3 separate regions of the Sus scrofa genome follow, and all the other regions are linked to region 1. A link is a contact called in public HiChIP or PLAC-seq data. All regions are on one chromosome and are shown on one strand. Each heading gives the region's core, a stretch centred on a gene start, on an enhancer-like site or on the middle of the called end of the contact. The rest is flanking DNA. Distances are from core to core; before and after follow the strand shown.

What was found. HiChIP or PLAC-seq counts read pairs in DNA pulled down with a chosen protein or histone mark.
Region 2: an H3K27ac HiChIP or PLAC-seq map of alveolar macrophages shows a contact between it and region 1. The contact joins two enhancer-like sites. A contact is called at or near these places in 2 of 2 datasets of contacts at active chromatin or transcription factors (alveolar macrophages and skeletal muscle).
Region 3: an H3K27ac HiChIP or PLAC-seq map of alveolar macrophages shows a contact between it and region 1. The contact joins two enhancer-like sites. A contact is called at or near these places in 2 of 2 datasets of contacts at active chromatin or transcription factors (alveolar macrophages and skeletal muscle).

The regions. Positions count from the first base shown.
Region 1 is chr6:99,111,346-99,115,471 of Sscrofa11.1, reverse strand. All of the region lies in intron 4 of MTCL1 (microtubule cross-linking factor 1), which reads left to right. Among named protein-coding and RNA genes, the nearest start is that of MTCL1, 65 kb to the left of the region's middle. Within about 2 kb of position 1,906, at least 9 of the 83 cell types and tissues checked have an H3K27ac peak or open chromatin away from gene starts, as enhancers often do. A contact at or near this core is called in alveolar macrophages, where this site is marked.
Region 2 is chr6:98,943,100-98,947,225 of Sscrofa11.1, reverse strand. No RefSeq gene overlaps it. Among named protein-coding and RNA genes, the nearest start is that of NDUFV2, 93 kb to the right of the region's middle. Within about 2 kb of position 2,350, at least 4 of the 83 cell types and tissues checked have an H3K27ac peak or open chromatin away from gene starts, as enhancers often do. A contact at or near this core is called in alveolar macrophages, where this site is marked.
Region 3 is chr6:98,962,451-98,966,576 of Sscrofa11.1, reverse strand. No RefSeq gene overlaps it. Among named protein-coding and RNA genes, the nearest start is that of NDUFV2, 110 kb to the right of the region's middle. Within about 2 kb of position 1,911, at least 15 of the 83 cell types and tissues checked have an H3K27ac peak or open chromatin away from gene starts, as enhancers often do. A contact at or near this core is called in alveolar macrophages, where this site is marked.

The DNA of each region.
Region 1 (4,126 bases), core at 657-3,156:
CATCGTGTTCTTTTCCCGGAAGACAACAGCATCTGCCAGGCTCGGTGTGCTGGGGTCCCTGTCCGTCCCAGAAGGGCCTGGTGGCCCTGGACGATTTGCCATGTGGCCGGGCTTTTTCTCTGCCCCCAGCCCTGACTTTGACGGCTGTACCTTTCTTCTGCCAAAGTGTCTCAATATAACTTTCCTCCTCTCCTCCTCATTTTCTTTGTGGTATTTTGTCCTCTGATAATAGTTTTCTCGTCTTTTCCAAATAAGGGCTTTTGCTGTCTGCAGCCTCAGATCCTTCGGAAAGCATCAGAGCCCCCACAAACATTTTCACTGCTGTGAGCTACCTCGTGAGTGTGGCAGTGCACAACCATTCCTGCGACAGTTCTTTGTCCTCTTTGGCTAAAGAAAGGAAAGACTCTTTGGTTGAAAAAACAAAATAAAACAAAACCCAGCAACCTGGGGCTCAGAAACCTCGAGAAAAACAAAAAGAAAACCAGCCCCACTCGGGAGATGGGGCTGCCGGGGCTTGGCAGGCAGCTCTGGGTTGAGAGGCCTGTGACTGTGAGTGAGGGCTTGGCATCAGGGTCACGTTGGTGCCCCACCTCCAAGATTGGGGGACCCTGAAGCATGACCTGACCCTTTTCTTGTCTGTTACCCAGTGATTAGAATATATCATCTATGTCCTCTGTCTCAGGCTCCCTGGAGAAGTTAGGTTAGATGTGTCATGAAGGTTTAACACTGTGCCTGGACCAGGAAGTGTCCAACCAAAGGCAGGGTTTTTTTGTTTCTTTGTTCTTGTGGCCACACCTGTAGTATATGGAAGCTCTTGGGTTAGGGGTCAAATTGGAGCTGCGGCTGAGGCCTACGTCACAGCCACACCAAATCTGAGCTGCCTCTGCGTGCTGTGTCGCAGCTTGCGGCAACACAGCAACCTTAACTCACTGAATGAGGCCAGGGATCGCACCTCCATCCTCATGGACACTATGTAGGGTTCTTAACCGTCTGAGCCACAGTGGGAACTCCCAAATGGGCGTTAACGTCATCGTGGTCTTTCCAGGCTGGCCCAGGAAAAAGGAGCCCTTCCCTTTTTGGCCGTGGAGGGTTTTCCACCAAGTCCCAGGGGCCAAGTGCGTTGGACCCAGCAGTGTATTGGTGGTGCAGCTGACTTCAGAATGGAGGGAACCCGTCTCCCTGGGAGACCTTTAGGGGTAAGTGGAGGGGAGGCATCGTCCCGCCATAACCTGGTGCTTCTGGCTGAAGAAGCTGATCATTCCCATTCTTCACATCTGGTCACACTGAAAAGAGAACCACAGTGTGGGTCAGAGAAGCTCGACATCATCCTGCTAACCGGACAGAGACCTGGGCCCCTTCGTTGTCTCATTCTGATGGTATAACTGCGTGCTACCAGTCAGCCCCAAAGTCCAAATGACTTTCTAAATAATAGGAATCTGTAAGAATTCAGAAACTCTTTTGCCTACATCTGTACCCACTTTCCCTCAGGACTCACAGTGTGAGAGCATCCTAATTTTCATTTGCCTCCTTTTATTCCCAATCTAAATTTTAAGCCCAACGTCTGTCTCTGAACCTTTTTAGCAATTGAGAGCTTGATAGTTTCTCTGAAATTGCTTGGAGGACACTGGCTCATTTAAATTAAGAAACATCAAGAATTGATGTGAAAGTCCAAATAATTGCCTAACTTCAGATTGTATTGAATCATATTCATTCATTACTCAGCAAATGCGTCAGCCTTAGGTGGATTCAGTTGGGATTCAAGCTGAATTCTTTTCCTTTTCAATAGGACTTGAGAGTTGATGTGCTGGCAGTTGGCCAGATTTGAAAAGGAAGTGGGCTTGAGTCACAGGCCAGTCCCCCTTCTGGGTTCTTGACATTGACCCCTTTCCTTACTGTTTCTTGGAAGAGACTGTCCGCTGGCTCTGAGTCATCAGACGGGTGAACAGGCATGATGCTCGTAAAATATCCCTGTACGCAGGGTGGCTGGCAGGTACAGCCAGGGGAGGGGGGGGAGTATGCAGGGGCCCCGCCATGCTGAGGGAGTGTGTGCAGAGGACCTGTGGTGCTGTGGGGAACCCTCGGGGGCTCCCTGGTCTTCTTCACCAAGGGTATCTGGATCAGTTACCCTTCAAGGACCAGACCTAGAAAAACAACATCGCCTTGTGGGAGGAGACCCAGAAGTTGGCGTGGATAACTTCCGGTGAAGTGCGCTGTGATTCTGCATGGGGTGTCGGTGACAGCCTCTTGTCTCTGACCTCTTTACAGATTTTAGTTTCCTGTTTTTGTGTTAATTGCAAAGGAAATTGTATTCACTATAGATAATTTAGAAACTTGGAAAAGCCACAGATAAGAAAATTAGAATCACCCATAATTCCATCATCTGAACAGGATCACTATTAACTTTTTTTTTTTTTTTTGGCTTTTTAGGGCCGCAAGTGCGGCACATGGAAGTTTCCAGCGTAGGGGTCTAATCGGAGCTACAGTTGCCGGCCTACACCACAGCCACAGCAACGCCAGATCCTCAACCCACTGAGCAAGGCCAGGGATGGAACCCACAACCTCATGGTTCCTCGTTGGATTCATTTCTGCTGCGCTATGATGGGAACTCCCCACTATTAACATTTTAATGCACATTTCTCTAGTCCTGCTTTTCTCACATACACATGTAATACGTATGTATACTGGTAATTTTTTAGATATAAATTGAAATTACAAAATGCATGCTGTGGAGTTCCCGTCGTGGCGCAGTGGTTAACGAATCCGACTAGGAACCATGAGGTTGCGGGTTCGGTCCCTGGCCTTGCTCAGTGGGTTAACGATCCGGCGTTGCCGTGAGCTGTGGTGTGGGTTGCAGACGCGGCTCGGATCCCACGTTGCTGTGGCTCTGGCGTAGGCCGGTGGCTACAGCTCCGATTCAACCCCTAGGCTGGGAATCTCCATATGCCACAGGAGCGGACCTAGAGAAAGGCAAAAAAAAAAAAAGGGAAGAAATAGCAACAACAACAACAACAACAAAAAGACAAAAGACAAAAAAAAAAAAAAAAAAATGCATGCTGTTTGTCACCTTCACTTTCCTTTCCATTTCCTGAATCTTAACGTATTCTTCAGAAACATCATTTTAATAACCCTGTGCAGTATTCACTTACTGTTATAAAAGGTACTGTGATCAGCATTCTTGATTCATTCATAAATCTTCAAACATTGCTGTGTTTATCCATAGGGGACATTCCCAGGTGTGGGATTCCTGTGTGTACTTGTCTGAAGTTCAGTGGGACCCCTTACTGTTACTGATCAGTGCAGGGGGGGGTGCTGCCTCTGTGGCAGACACTTGCTAATGCTGTGTCAAACTTCTTTTAGTCCAAAAATCTCTAAGTGAGAACTGATACCTTGTTGTTTTAATTACTAGTTATCGTGTTCATGGCCATTTGTTTATTCTCTTAGTAAAATGATTTTCCTGTTACCTGCAAAATATTATAATTTTTTTGTCTGTCTTGTGTTCAAAAAACCTTTTTATCTCCCATTTTATACTTTGCTTTTTTAATACTATAAGTGGTTTATTTATTATTATTTTTAATGGTCATACCTGCAGCACATGAAAGTTCCCAAGCCAAGGGTTGAATCTGAACTGCAGCTGTTGCAATGCTGGATCCTTTAACCCACTGCTCTGGACCGGGGATTGAACCCTTGCCTCCACAGCAACTAAAGCCGGTGTAATCCAATTCTTAACCCACTGTGCTCCACAAGTGGTTTAGTTTGATAATATAAAGATTTAAAATCTTACCAATCCACTCTGTCTTTTCCTTGTTGGATGTTTCAGCTTTTGTTTTTTGTGTTTATAAAATTCATGCCCCAGAGATATTTAAAGTGCTAAAAGGAAAAAATATGCAACCTAGGAGTTCCCGTCGTGGCGCAGTGGTTAATGAATCTGACTAGGAACCATGAGGTTGCGGGTTCGATCCCTGTCCTTGCTCAGTGGGTTAAGGACCCGGCGTTACCGTGACCTGTGGTGTAGGTTGCAGACGCGGCTCGGATCCTGCGTTGCTGTGGCTCTGGCGTAGGATGGTGGCTACAGCTCCGATTCGACCCCTAGCCTGGGAACCTCCATATGCCGCGGGAGCGGCCCAAG
Region 2 (4,126 bases), core at 1,101-3,600, 170 kb after region 1:
ATGAACTTGGCTTGAACAGCATGTTCATTGTCTACACACAGATGTATCCAGACCTTGCTGGAAACCATTTTTCTTTGCTCTTGTTTTTTCTCCCAGCCTCATGGCTTTGCAGGCTGCAGGACTGCGTAACTTCAGGGAAGCTCAGGGGAAGGTTGTGTTCAGGGGATGAGGAAGGGTGACAGATGGCCGGATGCCCTCATTTCGCAGATCCCTCTATATCTGTGCTACCTAAAAGCATTTTAACTAGCATCAGGCCAGACGTGTATTATCTTTTGGTTACAGCACAAGTTTCTAGAATCCCAGCTTAGTGCCCGGTCCCTGATGTCATAGCTGCTAATCCTCTGTGATGGCTCTTATGCACCTGTTGAAGTCGGCTGCTTTCAGGGCTCAGTGAACTCTGCTTCCTTGTACCTTGTTTGGCCTTGGATTTTCCCCAACATGAGCTCTTTGGCTTGGAATGTGCTTGGCTCTTTTTTTTTTTTTTTTTTTTTTTTTTTTTTTTTGTCAGTCTATTTAAAGACAGGAGAATGAACTTGGAGAGGGTAAGTAACAGCAATACAGGAGACTTGAGATAGAGATGGAATTTTTGTCATTGATCCTAGCCATCAAAAGCAGTCATTAACCTTGTTTTGTTGCTGTTCTGTGACAGGCTGGTAGAAAAGCACCGGTTGATTGAAAGGTTCAGTGCAGTGGGGGACAAGCCAAAAGATTTGGTTCAATGCTTCGATTCTGACCTAGGAACATAACCCAAGTGCACAGAAATCAAACAAGCATAGTCCACGTTCATATTTTTAAGCTCAGCTGCAGCACTTCTGTCATGTCAGAGGGTCTTTAAGGCTCTATTTGTCCAATAACTGTTCATTTGGAAGAAAAGGATGCATTTAAGTCACGGGAAGTCTTTAAGCAGTAGAATCTTTCTTAGTTTCTTGAAAAGTTTCCAACTTAAGTCATTTGTGGCAGGGGGTGGGGAGATGTGGATTGTCACCTTTTTCCATTTCTCCTCTGATGGAATTGATCTCTTTTTCTTCAGAAGGAAATGATTAGACAGAACAAACACAGAGGACTCCAAATGTTGAAATTAGCAGGCTCTTAAATTGCATAGAGTCAAATTTCTTAAAACTTAAGTCCTGGAGTTCCCGTCGTGGCACAGTGGTTAACGAATCCGACTAGGAACCATGAGGTTGCGGGTTCGGTCCCTGCCCTTGCTCAGTGGGTTAACGATCCGGCGTTGCCGTGAGCTGTGGTGTAGGTTGCAGACGCGGCTCGGATCCTGCGTTGCTGTGGCTCTGGCGTAGGCCGGTGGCTACAGCTCCGATTCAACCCCTAGCCTGGGAACCTCCATATGCCGCCGGAGCGGCCCAGGAAATAGCAACAACAACAACAACAAAAGACAAAAAGACAAAAAAGACAAAAAAAAAAAAAAAAAACAAAAAACTTAAGTCCTACCCGTGTTGCTGAAAATAGAGCCAAGAAATCCATTACCTCTTGGCTCTCCCCCCCCCCCATTTTTGTAGGTATTGTTATCACTTCCTCTACTGTGAAATAATCTATTACGCAAATCCCACTGGGAATGGCTTCTCCATCATCTTCGGCTCATCACGGCTGTCAGGGCGGAGCTCCCTGGGGTCCACGCTGAGCCTCTGCCTGGAAAGTAAGGAGCTGTGAGCCAGAGAAGGTGTGCTGGTATGTGCTGGTTGCCGTCCCCACCACAGCTGTGCATCACTGAGACAGTTCAGGAGTCTTGTGACCTATGAGGTCATGACGTCACCTCAGAAAAGACATCCAGGCGTTGATGTATTTTTCATCCTTTTTTTTTAAACAGAAACACCAACCATGTTTTAATGGCCATAGAGTGAATAAAATCTTTTCCCCTGGTGACAATTATTTTTGTTGAGTTCGTAGGGTTTTTTGTTTTTTTTTTTCTTTTCTTTTTTGTTAGGGCTGCACCCACAGCACATGGAAATTCTCTGGCTAGGGGTCAATATGGAGCTGCAGCTGCCAGCCTCCACCACAGCCACAGCAGTGTGGATCTGAGCTGCATCTGTGGCCTACGCTTTGTTGCTCATGGCAACAGCAGATCCTTAACCTAGTGAGCGAGGCCATGGATTGAACCCACATCTTCATGGATACTAGGCGGGTTCTTAACCTGCTGCCCTACAAGAGAATTCAAATTTGTAGTTTTAAGAGAGATGGGGGGTACTGTTTCCCCAAGGAAGGCAGGTGGAGATGAATCTTCTCAAGAGAGGAGCAGATAAAATGTAAACTTACAGCATGAGGAACTTGACCACTCATCCATAACAACCTCCACTCTACAAGCTAAGAGTGAAAGGCGTCTCTCATTTATGAAATAGGGAAGTGGCACAATGTACAGCAGAAAACCAGAGCTTTGAAACTGAAGAATTTTCACTGGCCATAGTCGGGGGTGGGGGGGGGTGGTCAGTGAAAGCCGACAGGCTTTCTCGAACTATGATTTTCAGCCAATATCATGGACTGAGCGGACATAGAAGGGTCTCATTGCCCTTCGCCACCATCTCTCTCTAAACACATATATCCCCCTAAAACAGAGGTAAGAGCAGAACCCAGCTTACTTAACTTAGGAAAGGAACCTGTAGCCAGAGTGGCAATTAAGAGCAGAAGCAGGTGGCCTGGGGACATCAGACTCACATAAACATCTTACCCCTAGGAGCTGAGATTTTAACACACACACTGAGGGGATTTCCTGTCGTGGCTCAGCAGTTAGCAAACATGACTAGTATCCATGAGGATGCAGGTTCGATCCCTGACCTTGCTCAGCGGGTTAAGGATCCAAACCTTAACCAGATGTTAAGTGGGTATTGCTGTGAGCTGTGGTATAGGCCAGCAGCTACAGCTCTGATTGGACCCCTAAGCTGGGTGCGGCCCTAAAAAGCAAAAACAGACAAACGAAAAAAACTTCTATACTGTCAGGAATCTCAAAAGCACATCCCTTTCATAAACTTAGGAGTAGAAAATCTCTCGCTATTTTCCTGAGGAAGAAACAGGATGATTGCCGTCCACTCTGGTTCCTAGATAAAAAGAGCCTCCCAGAGCATGCCAAAGTGGAGGCGTGAGGTCTGAATTTACAATTTGGATTTGGTGAGAAAACCCCCAAGCTAAGAAATTAATAGAAAGATTCTTCTGATCTGGGTGTTTGGAACCACCAGTAATATAGCAGAGGTCCATGGAAAACTGTCCTATAAAGACATTTCTTGGAGTTCCCACTGTGGCTTGGTGGGTTAAGGGCTCAACATAGTGTCTGTGAGGATGTGGGTTTGATCCCTGGCTTCACTCAGTGGGTTAAGGATACAGTGTTGCTGCAAGCTGTGGCATAGGTCACATCTTGGATCAGGCGTTGATATGCCTGTGGTGTAGGCCTGCAGCTGCATCTCTGATTCAACCCCTGGCCCAGGAATTTCCATATACCTCAGTTGCGGCCCCAAGAAGAAAAAAAAAAAAATTCCCTGATTCTTGTTATAAAATGAATTATGGAGTTGCCGTCATGGTGCAGCAGAAATGAATCCATCTAGGAACCATGAGGTTGCGGGTTTGATCCCTGGCCTTGCTCAGTGGGTTAAGGATCTGGTGTTGCCATGAGCTATGGTGTAGGCTGGCAGCCTGAGAACCTCCACATGCCGCGGGTGTGGCCCTAAGAAGAGACGAAAAGACAAAAAACGAACAAACAAAAACGAATTATGTGCTCCCATCATTCATATATTGAAGCTCTGGCCCCCCAACATGACTGTAGTTGGAGACTGAGCCTGTAAGGATGTAATTAAGGTTACATGAGGTCATGGGGTGGGTCCCCGAACCTATGGGACTGGTGTCCTTGTACGAAGAGGAAGGGACCCCAAGGGTGTACACAGAGGAAAGGCCACATGGACACAGGGAGAAGGTGGCTGTGTGCGAGCCAACGAGAGAGGCCTCAGGAGGAGTAGCCCCGCCCACACCTCGAGCCTGGGCCTCCAGCCTCCACACTTACTCACTTGAGGAAACACCTGTATTTGAGTCCCAGGCTGTGATACTTTCCACAGCAGCCCAAGCAAACCACAGTGCCCCTGGATACACGACGCCCTGAGCACCTTCACTGAAGGTACACTCACAGGAAAAA
Region 3 (4,126 bases), core at 662-3,161, 150 kb after region 1:
GCCAGCCTATACCACAGCCACAGCAACATGGATCCAAGCATGGCAGCTCAAGGCAATGCCAGATCCTTAACCCACTGAGCAAGGCCAGGGATCAGACCCACATCCTCATGGATACTAGTCGGACTATGTCCACTGAGCCACATAGGAACTCCTCTTTTTTTTTCTTTTTAGGGTTGCATCTGCGGCATACAGAACTTCCCAGGTTAGGGGTCAAATTGAGCTACATCTTCAGACCTACACCACAGCCACAGCAACATGGGATCCAAGCCACATCTGTGACCTATGTTGCAGCTCGCAGCAATGCCAGATCCTGAATCTACTGAGTGGGGCCAGGGATCACACCCACATCCTCAGGGACACTATGCTGGGCTCTCAACTTGTGAGCCACAATGGGAACTCCCACTTTCTGTGCATTTTCATCTGTTTTAATTTCCTCCATGATCCTGCTCACTTTATAGGGGAGGAGAACTGGCCAAGGTGGCTGGTGATTTCCCCGGGGTCGTGCAACTGGGATGCAACGAACCCAAGACTGCTTCTAAAGCACCCACCATCCCACTCTCCCAATCGGCCTGGGTCACAAAGCCCTTTTTTAAAGAAAAACAATAGACATTTGCCTCTTGCAGTTCTGGAAGCTGAGAAGGCCAAGTTGGAGGCCAGCGGGCCTGGTGTCTGGTGAGGACCCTCTTCCTGGCTTGCAGACACAGCCAGTGCTAACGTAACCTAACAACTCCTACCATCCCACCTTGTTGGTCCAGACTCTGAGCTGGCAGAGGAAACAAGTAGGAGTTGAGAAAACAGTATGGCAGTGCCTCCAAAAATTAAACATAGCATTACCAAGTGATCCAGCAAGTCCACATCTAGGTAGAGACCTAAAAGGATTGAAAGCAGGGGCTCAAACAGAGTCCACACAGTTCATAGTAGGATTGTTCACAATAGCCAAAAAGCAGAAACAACCCAGTGTGCACCAAAGGATGAATGGCTAAATAAATGTGGTCCACCCGTACAATGGAATATCATTCAGCCTTTAAAAATGAAGGACATGCTGATACCGGCTACAACATGGAAGAACCTCGAGGCCATTATGATCAGTGACATAAGTTAGTCACAAAACAACAAATACTGCATCATTCCGGGGAGCTCCCTGGTGGTCTAGGGCTTAGGACGCAATGCTTTCACCACTGCGGCCTGGGTCCAATCCCTGGTCTGGGAACTGAGATCCTACATCAAGTCACCGCATGCTGTGGTCAAAAAAAAAAGTTATGTATATATGTTATATGATCCCATTTTTTTTTTTTTTTTGGCTTTTATCTTTTTAGGGCTGCCCTTGCAGTATATGGAGGTTCCCAGGCTATGGGTCGAATCAGAGCCACTGGCCTACAGCACAGCCACAGCAATGCCTGATCCGAGCCGTGTCTGCAACCTGATCATGGCAACTCCAGATCCTTAACCCACTGAACGAGGCCAGAGATCGAACCTGCGTCCTCATGGATACTAGTCAGATTTGTTTCGGCTGAGCCATGACAGGAACTCCCTTATTCCACTTCTATGAAGTGTCCAGACAGTCAAATTTCTAGAGACAGAAAGTAGGATGGTGGTTTCCAGGGGCGGTGAGAGGGAGGAGTGTTGGGGTCACCAATCGATGGGTACTTTCAGTTTGGGAGGGTGAAATGTTGTCAAGATGGAGATGAGGATGGTTGCACAACATTGTGAATGACCTTAGTGACACTGTGCTGAGCACTCACAAGTGATTAAAAGGGTAAACTGTAGGGTATGTATATTTCACACCAAAAGAAAACCTTACAAGGGCAGGACTTTAGACTTTGCCCTTAAGCATCCTCTTTTATCAAGAACAAAAGCATCTCCCCCACATTATGCTATTCTGCCACGTGGTCATGAGATGAGCAAAGCTGGCGGGGGGAGATGCCAGACTGAAGAAATAAATATAAACTGGTGGAAGCAGGCTGTCTCAGCCCCTTGAGAAATTGACTGGTTTTACCGGTTTAGCAGAAGGGGAAATTAAGAGCTGAAATAACCTGACTCAGGCCTCACAACAAGGGAAATCAGCCTTCTGTGGCCGAGGCTCCCAGCCTTGGCTGCCCTGGCAGGATTTACCCTCATCACACACTTACAAACACATGTAAGAAACAGGAAGGATGCAGTGGGGGAGCTGGTGTGCATGTGGACACATACTTGCCCAAAGAGAAAAGCATGGGGATGATTTATACACAAGATTTCTCAATTTATTTGCCCAAAGATTGCAGAACCAGATGCTTGGTTCTTCCCACAGGTGCTGCATGTCAAGCTTTCCTGCCCTCTATGCACCAGAGGTGGACCTGTTTCCCAGCTCCTAACAGAAGGACACATTCCTGCTGAACAAGGGAAAAGATGTGACAGAAATAAAACTCACTCTGTGTTCCTTGAGCCCCTACTAAATGCCAGAGACTGTGTTCACCCAGAAACACAGCTGAGAAGTAGCCACACTTAAGTGCCTGCCCTCAGATGGGGACACAGATGTCATACTAAGGGAAGCCTGAATAGCAGGAAAACACAGGGGATTACAGGGGGCTACAGCCCAGGGTGACAGCGAGTCTGAATAGCTCAGGGAGCAGGTAGGATGGCTCCTCGGGGCTCAGAGCAGCAGAATCCCCAGGAGATGGAGAGGCAGGTGGTGCCATGGGCTGAAGGTTTGCATCCTCCCCAAACTCAAACATTGAAACCCAACCCCACCATGATGTATTAGGAGGTGGGGCCTTAGGGAGGGGGTTAGATGGTGAGCCCTCTGGAATGGGATTAGTGTCCTTCTTAAGGAGACACATCACCCCTCCCACCATGTGAGGACCAGTGAGAAGATGGCCATCAGGGAGGGAGAAGACCCCTGCCAGACACTGGGTCTGGCCGAGCCTTGGTCTTGGACTTCCCAGCCCCAGACTGTGGGAAAGAAAGGTCTGTGGGATTTGTTAGAGCAGTCTGAGCTAGGATAGGCAGGGAGGTACATATATAGATGGATAGCTAGTTAGATGGATGGACAGACGGACAGACAGACAGATGAATAATGATTGATAGACAGATGACAGAAAATGGATATATGGATGATAGATGGATGATAAATAGATGATAGATGAAGTGACAGCTAGGTAGGTAGATAGATGATAGATAATAAATAGATGACAGATGGATAGAATAGGTAGATAAATAGATATAGATGATAGCTAGGTAGGTAGGTAGATAAGATAGATAGATATGTGATAGATAAAGATATATAGATATTAGATAAATGGATAGGTAGGTAGATAAATAGACAACAGCTAGACAGAAGTATGGATGATAGCTTTGTTGGTCGGACGGGCCTCAAGCACTTTTGGGAGCTGCCTAAGGAGCCGCACCTGCTCGTCCGAGGCTGACGCTGAGGCCCACAGGGCAGACACTCAGGGAAGGAAAGACCATGGAAAGAAAGCAGGGGAGAGAGGAAGCCCTCTTGTTGGGTGATGGGCCCAAGCCAGGCCTTTGTCAAGGACCAAACCCACAGCTGGGCAGGGGGAGGGGGAGGAGCTGGAGGAGGGTCCAGGGAGGCAGAGCGGTGGGTGCCAGCCCCAGGGGAGCGGCAGCTGTGGGGCCTATGCTCCACCCCTACCCGCCTCACCTCCTGAGTCAGAAGGACCAGAGCCAGAAGAACTGGTCTGCCAGAGACACACAGGAAAAGCGGTTCTGAGAGGTGAGGTTCTGCTGTGCCAAGCGGACAGATTTCAAAGGCACCGCAGATGGGGACCTAACGGGACGCGCTCAGGGGATGACATCTGAGCCGAGGCCCACAGGGTGACAGGAGTCAGCCAGGTGCAGGGAAGGGAGCATGGGGACCACGTTATAAAGCAGATGCTGTCTGCAAAAGCGCTGTGTCTTTAAAAGGAAACGGGAATAAAAAGGGAAAGAGGCGTTTCCAGAGAACGAACTTGTTCAAAACCAAGAATATAACACATTGATTTAGCACCTAAAATAGCAAACTGAAATCGGTAAACTGGTTGAGAAGCAACTTTCCAAACTTGTGTGGTTCCTGCGCCCCCACCCCCTGCCGCCTTGTTTCTCTCCTTCCAAGCCTTCCCCCATGCCCCCGCCTCCCCCTGGCTGCCAA